4 separate regions of the Drosophila melanogaster genome follow, and regions 1, 2 and 4 are each linked to region 3. A link is a contact called in public Hi-C and targeted proximity ligation data. All regions are on one chromosome and are shown on one strand. The core of a region is the stretch at or near the end of the contact, and the rest is flanking DNA. Distances in the headings are between cores, read along the strand shown.

Region 1 (2,700 bases), core at 148-2,647, 380 kb after region 3:
CTTTATTTTTTTTTCATAGTTTTAAATAACTAGATTATTATAAAATTGATAAAATTAAAGGGTTTGATTGGCGTTTAAGTCGCAATCACTACATATTGAAGCATATCCCTCTTCCTTTTTATTTAAGGGTTGAATTATTCCTTAATACGCACTAATGACACCCCATCATTTCTTAATTTCACTTATTTTACCTATTTACCTAAATTACCCATATATATATATATATATACATTTTTTCTGCCATAAAGAATGGTGAGTATGGTGTTTTAATAATTTGTTATTAGCTAGTTGATATACGCAAATATCTCCGTTTAGAGATTGTTAACAGGCGGTGTTTACGGTTATTGGGAATTGTTTTGCGAGACAAATAATAAAAGTGAAAAAAAGTATCACTGTACAAAATAGTCGACTTCCTCGACTATCAGATACCCGTTATTCAGCTAGTTAAAATGCCATAGCGAAATTTCATGATTTGTCTGGGATATCGATAGATATTGGTGAATAAAATTTTTGGGAAATCAATCAAAATTTAAAAAACTAATAAAAATGTGAAAAAATGTGGCAGTTTTTGAAGATTTGTGGGCGTGGCAACATAGGCCAACAAACTTGCGCTGCGGGTATTTCTCTAGAATCTGTATGCTTAATCTCAACCTTCTAGATTGTATAGTTCCTGAGATCTCGACATTCATACAGACGGACGGACAGCGTCAGATCGACTCGGATATTGATCCTGATCGAGAATATATAGGCTTCATATGGTGAAAACTCTGCCTTCTACCTATTACATACTTTTCAATGAATCTAGTATAACATCTTACTCTACGAGTAACGGGTATAACTACAACTACAACATAGTATATATTCGTGAAATATATATGTGTAATGGTTATGGCATGTCGGTTAAATCGCCAAAAAAGTAAAAAATTGCAAAAATACATATATCTATAAGCAAATTTGGTTATTAACAAAACCACGGTCGAGGGCTTTTCTTGGCCCATTAAAATATGAAAATAGAATATGAATATTAAGGAGCAAATCTAACCTTGTATTGCTTTTCTTTGTACTCTTGCCATGGTTCGGGATTTGATGTGCGATTCCAAGTGACATCGGGATTACGAGTAGCAAGTCGAGCCATATAGTAGACGGCTCCAATAGCTCCCGCTCCAACGCACACATAAAGTGGAATTAACTGAACAAATTTTTGTTATGCAATCAACAGATAACTTAATATAATCATAAAACTTACAGCTGGATTTTTTTTAAGACTTTGCAGACCAAGACCTTGCATTTTGTCTACGTTATAATTAAAATGTATTTAATATGTAAGAAAGAAACACATTTATAAAAAATTACCTAACTTTACTCAATCCAATAAAACAGAATGGAACTATATATTAGATATGGACATATTTCGATGCCAACAGCGATGTCATCGATGTTTTCCAAACATCGGCAACTCGATGTTGACTCAAACATAAAAATATATGTATTCATAACAGGCAGATGTCATATTATTTTATATGTGACATGCCAGTATTAAGCGATGCTGGTATAGAATGGGAACTCAAAAATCATGCACATAAATATTTTTTTTTACATCTAAGGAATATATTATTTTATATACGTAATTTTTATGCATGCTTGTCGCACAGGTTTTATGTTAGGCTGTCATAATAATTTCAAGCCGCCGGGAACGATATAATCTTCTGAAGTAGTCATGCATTTTTGTTACATTTTGTTTATATGTCGAAAGGATTTTTTTTCAATAATAACAAGAAAAAATGCTATGTAGACTTTCCCGACTATTAAATATCCGTTACTCAGCTAGAGGCAATATGATCGCGAAATATCATAATTTTTCTGGGACACGGATAGAAATTGGTGAATGCAATGAGAAAATATTTAAAATTGTTCAAAAATGTGGGCGTGGTCGTTTTTTGGTCGGTTTGTATCGTTAGAGTGGGCGTGGCAAAAAGTTTTATGACAAATCAATAGAAATTTACAAAACTAATAAATATATGAAAATATATATCAACACAATTTTCAAAAGTGTGGGCGTGGCAGCGTTAGGCGTTAGGTTAATATCATATGGTTAATCTAAGCTTTATAGCTTATATTGTTCCTGAGATCTCGACGTTCATACGGACGGACAGACGGACACGACCAGATCGTGTCGACTACTGATCCCGATCAATTGTTCCAATGCTTCCATCAGCCTATTAGGAACTTTTAAACGATTCTGGTATACCCTATTACTCTACAAGTAACCGGTATAATAATAAACATAGAAAACAACAATCCTGATATGTGTGGAATATGTTAATTCATTAAATGAAATATTTTTGTTGGTAAAAATTAAAAATATTATTAAACTTTTCTCAATCGTCTTCAATACTTGAATATCACATATTTTTCACGAGAGTTCAATCATCAAAAATCAATTTTAATTATTTTCTTAAAGTCATTACTAAAGAATGACTCACAGGACTCAAAACTACAAAACTATTTAACTTATTCATTATATATTGGTTACGTTACGTAGGTCATGTGGCTCAGTGGGACTATGATATATTTAAAGCCCGCATTCTTTACAGCACTGCAAAGTTACAATCCTGGTACTATTAATAATCAGTGGACTACATATTATCGAAAAAGGCGTCGTCGGTTAAAGAATTTATGTTAAAACCTGATAAAATGGGC
Region 2 (2,700 bases), core at 193-2,692, 440 kb after region 3:
GCCGATAACTGCCAGACCCAAGTTTTTAAAAAATTTTAGGATATTTTTTGATAATTTTATAATTTGCTTAAATTGATTTACCAAATAATTTTTGCCACGCTCACTTTAATTTTTTTAATATTTTCTCACTTAATTCCCCACCACTTATCGATATCCCAGGAAAATAATGAAATTTTGCGTTCCCATTCATACTAGCTGATAGTCGAGGAACTCGACTAAAACATTCTCTTTTTTTTTGAATTCGAACCACTGTACACTGCAACGAACTGTTTTTCTTGGTCCTGCTCGCTACGAGTTGCAGCGGCTAGCTAACCAAGGAGAAGACAAAGTTTCAGATTAAAGTAGCTTTATTGGAGTATTTTACAGCAAATTCCTCCGATGATCGCCGTCCGCTGAACGCTGTTGCTCCTGCGCCTCCTAGCCTTCTTTTTCTTTCCTGTGTGTCCTTGAAAACGGACCAAGTGCCGGCTCGAATGGGTATAGGTTGTTATGGGGCAGGGTGTATCGACCACGGGTTAAGGCAACGCTCGGTTTGGGACCAACTTTGCCACTGACCCTTTCAACCAAGCCGGGTCCTTGTATTGCTCGTCCCTCCTTGCTCTCCTCGTGGCCTTCTCCGTGCATTCTAACCCACTGAACGTCTTTGTCTTCACATGCTGCACTTGCGCCGTCCCTTTATAGGCCGCGGGGAATCCGTTGTTTCCCCTATTGCGCACGGCCAGCTCGGATACAACGTCCAACTAATTTCCCGTTAGTTCACGGTGCGTCCTCTTTGTGCGTGTCCAAAGTCCGCACCGCTACCGTTCGACCTACGTGCCCTTGAACGGCTCAAATACAAGGTCCAGCGCGGTACCGTTTGTTCACGGTCTATCCGTTTTGCCGGTGTCCAAGGTCCATTAATTACCGTTCGACCTGACCGTCCTTGACTTTTCTTGCATTCCAGCCGTCTTCGCTGTTGCACCCTGCACTCGGATTTGTGGAGAGTTTTAAGACTCCTCACAACACAAAATCAAAACTTGCCAACGAGCTGTTAAAAGTACCGCAAAAGAGCAGTCTGCAAGAGAGTGTGTGCATAGTGCAGTTTATGTGCAAACAAAAACAACACCAAACAGCACTGTGAACAACGCACGAAAGGGATACTAAAACTTGCCAACGAGCTGTTTAAAGTACCGCAAGAGAGCAGTCTACACTCGCAAAGTTTTAATAATTATGGTTAAAAAAAAATAATTAGAAAAGTAATTATTAAAACAACTATGCTGGTTTTCCAAAAACACTACGGCTAACGGGTGTAGAAATATGAAAATATTTTTCTAAAGTGTGGTCGTGGCCTTACACCAACAAAACGCCTGAAACGGTCACGCTCACACTTTAATGAAATTTTAAAATGTCTCTTATTATTCCCCGATATCTATCGATATCCCAGAAAAATGATGAAATTTCGCGTTCGCATGTCCACAATCTGGATATCGGGTATTTAAGAGTCGGGGAACTCCACTATAGCATTCTCCCTTATTTATTATAATAACGTTGGGTAGCAGAAGAAATTAGCAAAGCAATAAAATATATACATATATCTATGTATAATCTTATAAATAATCAGTATGAACATCCGAGTCCATGCGGCCATGTTCGTGCTGATGTATTTCCGTCTGTCTCCGGAACTAAAAGAGTTTGTTTTAGAAGATTTCCACTACCACTATATCACCTACAATTCTATCAATAATCCAAAAACTTGTCGGTCACGCCCAATTTAACGCTTTCGAATCGAAATAAAAGCAAAAGTGTTTTCTGCCTCAGCACCAATATCTAATTTCTTTTAAATTAATGTGCTAGTTTTTCGTTGAAAATTCCTATAACAGCTTTATGAAATCGTGGACCACTTCTGATCAAGGTAAATAAGAAGTTAAATATTGTCAAAAAACGTAAGTATACCTAGCTAGAACATCGAAAATAGGGTTTCAGAGAAGAAACCGATGGAGTACACATGGACGTGGTTTTAACCACTAGGCTATTGATGTATATACTTTATATGGCCATAATGGCCTATTTTATGTATGCTCTCTGTAAGGATTTACATATCTAGGAAAATACAAGTTAAAACTTACTTATTTCTGATAAGCATTTTATCAAATAATACCGTTTAACTTACTTTAGTTGAGTCCTCTTGCATTTTTGTATGCTCTGCAATAAAGCGCACACAAAAACAGCTTTTGTGAATTTTAGGAAGGCATTTAGAGTGGGAAAATGCTGGATTATTTAAAATGGGACTTTTCATCCCTAAGGGTCCGATATCCATATCGGGGACGGCGGCTATTTCGTCTGAACTACAATGGGTGAGTGGCGGCACTGGGCCATGAACCTGACAACTTCCTCCAAATGGTCCATTCGCCGTAATGCTAAAGTAAAAGATATTTTGATAACATTATACAAAATACGAACTGTAAGTAAATTTAATTAATTAATAGACATATTGATTTTTGCCAAATAAAATAATTTTCTAGTTTTTTTATTTTGAGGAATTAAAACTCAGCCATCTCCAACAATAAGCAAGTGTGTAAACCACAAAATGGTTGAAAAGAAATTCAAAAGAAATACGAGAAATTCAAAATTTCTTATGTACCACAAAAATGAACAAATTTCAAAACATTTTTGAAAAGTGTGGGCGTGGCAGTTGCGTCTGCGTCTATGTCTCTAGAATTG
Region 3 (2,700 bases), core at 85-2,584:
AGAAATTTATTACTCTTACTGTTAAAATATTTATACTTGTTTGACGGAAAAACTTCGTTGCGAATAGTACGTTCACGCAACTCATTGACGTGGGTCGTAGATCGATTTTGATAGGCATCGAATATTACATTAACTTCTCCTGTACTTGATATATCTTCAATAGTTGCATCGTAGTACTGACGATCCTCCTTCCATTTAGCTTGACACTTGTCTCCTTTTTTCCAAATCTTAGCAGCTGAAACTAATTTTTCTGCTTCTAATAGAGCTGCTTCTATTTCGTCGAAGTAGTTGGACGAATCTCTTTTGGTTGATGATGGCTCCACATATGAAGATTTATTTTGTTCTTCCAGTTGAGTTTGTATCAAATCACGAGTAAGGGTAATAACTTCGTCAAGATCACTTCTGAGTTTTAATAGCTCTTCATTTTCTGGATCAGTTTGAAGAGCTGCCTCCACCTAAAAATTAAATTTATAATTGCTTAATTCATGTGCAACAATTTCAATATATTACATTGTAGATTGAATAATTCAAAAAAGTTTATTTATATATGAACATTTCACAATAAACTGATCTTTGAAATGCCACGCATTAGGAAGTAAACTTTCTAACCAGAAGCTGAATCTTTATGTACAGGCTTACCATAAGCGCTTGTTTTAAGGGGTTGGCTTATATACACGTTTTTTAAAAGCACAAATAAATTTCCAATGTTTGGTTTGATTCAGTAGGGGAATACAATAATAACATTACTAGGCCATGGCCATAAACGAGCCAAACGAAATCAAGGAATAGTTTACACAACATTTTTAAGTGATAGTATTTATCCAAGCTATGTTATGAAAGCTGTATAGAATATCTCTGTATATAGTCGTCACCGTTCTTCACACCGAAGTTGCGAGTTGTTTTCCAGTACGAAGCTGGATTCTTTTTCAAACTCCTAACATGGCAACGATGTTTGTATATAAATGATTGGGACCGGACATCCACAGGAAATTGGTTTGTATTTCTTCGTTTATATGTACATATGTACATATAGTACTCGCCATCCTCCAGTTGCGCTTCATCGACTACTGACTACTATTATTTTAAAGGACTGAACAAAATGTCTTTACTTAAAGAATATAAGCGAAACATATACAATCTTGACCAAGACCACACCAAAATATATACTTTATTTAATTAATTATACACACTTGTTGCAATTGTAGCTTATAATTATGCAAGTCGTCCGCCATTTAAGTACTGTCAGATTCCACTATTTACATTGGATAATTTAAGAAATTATTATATTATTTATTGAATAGGCTAAGGCAGCGGAACCAAGTCTACTACTATATTACGTTGTTTTGGAATAATATTTACGTAAGTAATGGAATTTATATGAGTTTCTCACAGATTAGCATCAACAACGTATCAGACCTATAAGAGACCCGGTTTTGAAGCGATTGAAATCGTCATTTAAAATAACACGTTAAAATCAGAAGCATGTTGTAATTTGCTTAGATGGCAAAATATAAAAATATAGGTATTTTACGAACAGTGTATGTGTATAATGTATGTGCACTGTTCCCACAGATGCCATTTCCCTAAGCATGGCTACTTTTTAAATTTTTCGATTTCAAAGATAATGAATGTGTAATGTGCGATTCTATGGACCTTACTATATAGACTGTTCTATTAGACATAATCGTATTTTTTTTCGATTTTGATTCGGGCAAAATCGTTTAATTGCGTTTTAAGGTGCTCTGGTTTTTGTTTTGCTATCGGACAGCTGTTTTCCTGACATTAGAGAGGCCACCTTTTTCACAGTTTTAATTCCGATGTCGGCAAATTTTTGTTTGTCAAATCAATAAATTTTGTATAAAATAACTAAGTGACAGAATAATCTTATGGTGATTTGCAATAAACATCAATATACCACTGAGTAAACAATTTTTTCCTTTAGTAAATAAGATCTGATAAGATTTGACAAAAGTACCCGTTTTACAAATCGAACTAACTTCTAATGTTAGGCTTTCGGATTTGTTTACATGAATGGCAAAGTTCCGTTGCCAATGAATTTGTTTATCAAAACGCATACTGAGCAGATGGCATACAGTACGGGAACCAATTAACAGCTTTATTGTTCAGGGAATTAATGAAATTGGCCGGTTTGGGTGGCGCAAATACGTCACTATATAAATGAACGTTCACAATAAACATTCGACGGCGTAACTTTTAAATGTCTCTTTATTGAGCAGAGCAAGTGCTTACAAGGTTAGAAAATAACTGAATAAACGAATACAAGAATTCAAATTAAAAGCATCAAGATGGAGGCCGTCCTCGGCCGCCCTTAACTCAGCGAACGCCACGTAAAATCGTCTCGTGGATTTCCTGGCCTTCTGGGCACGCCAACCCACAATGGCAACACACAACAGAAGGCAACATGATGCTGCCACGATTAGTGCCACTCGCTGGGGGCGTTCTGCGTTGACCTCTTCTCTGAACCTTCGTATTGTCTTTAAGTTATGTTCATTCAGGCGATTAAGTTACGTTCATTTAGGCTATGAAGGTATGGTAGACTGAGCACGCTTTGTTGGGAGGTGACATTCAGCAGAGGGAATTTTGCTACCCCCGGTACTCTGTTTTGGACCCCGTTCTGGTTGACGTACAGGGTTCCGTTAATGACGGCATGACGGGTGCCGTCGACCCCTACGAAAGATT
Region 4 (2,700 bases), core at 149-2,648, 310 kb before region 3:
GTGAAAAAGAGTAAATCTGACTCTAAAACGTAAATATTTCTAGATCATGATCACTATTCGAGTCGATCTAGCGATATCTGTCTATCCGTCCTTATGATTGTCGAGATCTTGATGGAAAATTATAGAAAGATAAAATAAAGCATGTAGATGCTAGTGACTCCCTCTAGCGATCACAAACAAATTAACAAATTAATAATTTTTATTATAGAATAAAAACATATGTATAAACATATACATACATATGTATATAAAAAATCACATATACATACATAAATACATTTTTTAGTTAGTAGTATGAGTCAAACGAATTTAAAAAGCTCATTCCATTGTTGACATGTTCGATTAAATAACAAAGTATATGGTTTCATTTGTTTTAAAATACTGTTGCCCCTGTAGCAAAATGCTATTCGCGATTAATGGCTGAAAATAAGAAATGGGCTAAGCATTGTAAAGGTTGTAATGAACATTGTTTAACCCTACAAATAACATAAATGCTTTATTAGGTTACCTTGAACATCAATTAACCATAACTTTGTAGAGTGTTAACAAAAATATGATAATAATATATCTATCATTCGGCCAAGTCTTTAAGTGTTGTTGAATGTCTAAATCATTAGAAAACAATTTCTTTCCAAAAATTTTAATTTAAGGCAGTGAAGGGAACACTACCAAAATTTGTATATACATACACACATATGTGTAGATGTAAGCATTTATTAGAGTTAGAAAGTAATATATATTATGTGTACCTTCATACACATATATAAATTTATCTTTTCGGCATATTAAGCAAACTCCTGCTCAAATTTTATCATTAATTTGAGTACATAATAATATATACCACGAGATTTTTAAAAAGAAGGGTAGACACAAATATTTACACATATATGTATTGGCGCATATACACATTTATTATCCTATGTAAGAGTATACTATTAACTTTACAAAAAAGAACAAGAATTTATTAAAATTACCTTAAGATATAGGTAATATTTAAGCTACAAATTACATATGTGCACTCATATTACACATAATATATGTATTTGGTTGAGCATTGCCAGCTTATGGTTTTTGCACCAATTTTAAAACCACATGTGCAAGACTGGAAAAATAATTTCATATACATATGTAAAAACATTTATATATACATTCTTGCTCATTTATATACGTTTGAAGTTGTTAAACTTACCTGCCAATTGTTTTTTTAACAGTAAAGATGACTGAAGTTCAGACATTCTAAGTTGTATGATAAATGAATTGGTTCAGTTTAACGCACAAGTAATTAACACAAATAAAAATTGTATGCTTAAAAATAAGTTAGTATTGAAAGTAAATATAATGATCGACATCGACCACCGAATTTTCTATAAAGGCCAAACATAAAAAAGAACTAGTTATACAAGTTTAACACAGATCTAGCTCCTGTGAAGACGAATGTGACACAATAACACTTGTTTCCAACTACACTTATATTACATTTACACTACGTTTGACTGCTTCTGGTTGGCTAACAGGTACCGGGGATATATATATACAAATCCTATACTTACAAAAAAAATATAAGGGGCAATCCCAAAATGAAGAAAAACGGTTAATATCATCACATATTGCCAGCAGAGTTTGCCGTATGGCTGGTACTAAGCCCGGTTTAATGTATGCCAATAGACTTTGCGGTTAAATTTGTAAAAAGTTCTGTAGATATCATCCTTACCTTAACCTTTCTGTATTCTTTTGTTTATTTAAAAATATATGTTATCAAAATTTATGAGGATTAAAATTTATAAATACCAACACAAGTTCAAAATAGAATAGAATAGACAACATGCTTGCTCTTGATAACAAACCACTGTAATTGGATTGGAAATAAACAAGTTTATTGAATGAACAACATATTATTAATTTGCTTATAATTTTCTTATTTATGGTATTGAAGCTATGATTAATAACAACATAAATAAATTATTGCAGAGCTTTTGTGAGCCGATTACAGTTACAGCAGTTGCCCACATATACGATACCGACCAAAAAACATTGAAATGCAAGAATATTTTTTAACCCTATCCCTAACAAACGTATAAAATGCTTTAAAAATCGCGAAACGCATATTCAGTGTAAGAACCAATTGTTTTCCATATGAGTTTTTAAATAGATTGGCTGGGTTCCACTGTGGTTCTCGTCAATATTTTAAGTCCCACTTATTTTTCTACGCACTCTTCTATCGGTTTGCGGGCCGATATCAATTTTGATCTAAGAAACAAATTTACAGATTTCGAGTTTTGGCCAATGTCGTTGCAATATGACAGGATGAAATATTATTAAAAAATATATGCCGTAACTATAATTATTTTAACGAAGATTTTTTATACTCTATTGTTAAATTCTCCGCTCGAATATATTGCCGATTTATATCTATATTTACTTTAATTATGAATAATGTGTAAATATGTTATTAACGACAAACTTCAACAGGGGAATGTTAGCAGTTATTATTTATGTAGGCGATCTTACAGCATTAAAACTAATTTCATCATTATTTTAACTTTTTTTTTTTTTTTTTTTTTTTTTTTTACTTTGCTTTTATTTATTGAATCTTCTTGTATAAGAACTAACAATAAGTTTAAAAATCTTAACTATAACAAGTATTTTTTGAACAGTTGTATTATTTTTCCAACTGTTCTATGTTTAAACGGCCCTAATAAT

The links. A called contact is a pair of places that touch in the nucleus more often than the background predicts.
Region 1: a targeted proximity ligation map of the Kc167 cell line shows a contact between it and region 3, with 5 times the contacts expected there. A contact is called at or near these places in 4 of 107 Hi-C or Micro-C datasets (the Clone 8 cell line, the OSC cell line, the S2 cell line and 1 more) and 1 of 7 datasets of targeted methods (the Kc167 cell line).
Region 2: a Hi-C map of the Kc167 cell line shows a contact between it and region 3, with 2.3 times the contacts expected there. A contact is called at or near these places in 2 of 107 Hi-C or Micro-C datasets (both in the Kc167 cell line) and 1 of 7 datasets of targeted methods (the Kc167 cell line).
Region 4: a targeted proximity ligation map of the S2 cell line shows a contact between it and region 3, with 8 times the contacts expected there. A contact is called at or near these places in 2 of 7 datasets of targeted methods (the Kc167 cell line and the S2 cell line).

What each region holds. Positions count from the first base shown.
Region 1 is chr3L:23,338,023-23,340,722 of dm6, reverse strand. It overlaps ND-MLRQ (NADH dehydrogenase (ubiquinone) MLRQ subunit), which reads right to left and starts at 1,397. Exons shown (of 4, transcript NM_001275306.2): 1 at 1,247-1,397; 2 at 1,043-1,189. The coding sequence starts at 1,288. alpha-Cat (alpha Catenin) reads left to right here and starts at 2,623. Exons shown (of 12, transcript NM_079495.3): 1 at 2,623-2,700. The coding sequence starts at 2,677. mir-4942 (mir-4942 stem loop) reads right to left here and starts at 1,495; the gene lies at 1,386-1,495.
Region 2 is chr3L:23,277,912-23,280,611 of dm6, reverse strand. lncRNA:CR46475 (long non-coding RNA:CR46475) reads left to right here and starts at 1,442. Exons shown (of 2, transcript NR_167859.1): 1 at 1,442-1,891. nAChRalpha4 (nicotinic Acetylcholine Receptor alpha4) reads right to left here. Exons shown (of 12, transcript NM_001316465.1): 11 at 2,150-2,396.
Region 3 is chr3L:23,713,657-23,716,356 of dm6, reverse strand. It overlaps Spf30 (Splicing factor 30), which reads right to left and starts at 1,334. Exons shown (of 3, transcript NM_001144529.2): 1 at 1,191-1,334; 2 at 37-455. The coding sequence starts at 1,232.
Region 4 is chr3L:24,027,213-24,029,912 of dm6, reverse strand. CG40045 reads right to left here and starts at 1,398. Exons shown (of 3, transcript NM_001275311.1): 1 at 1,190-1,398. The coding sequence starts at 1,235.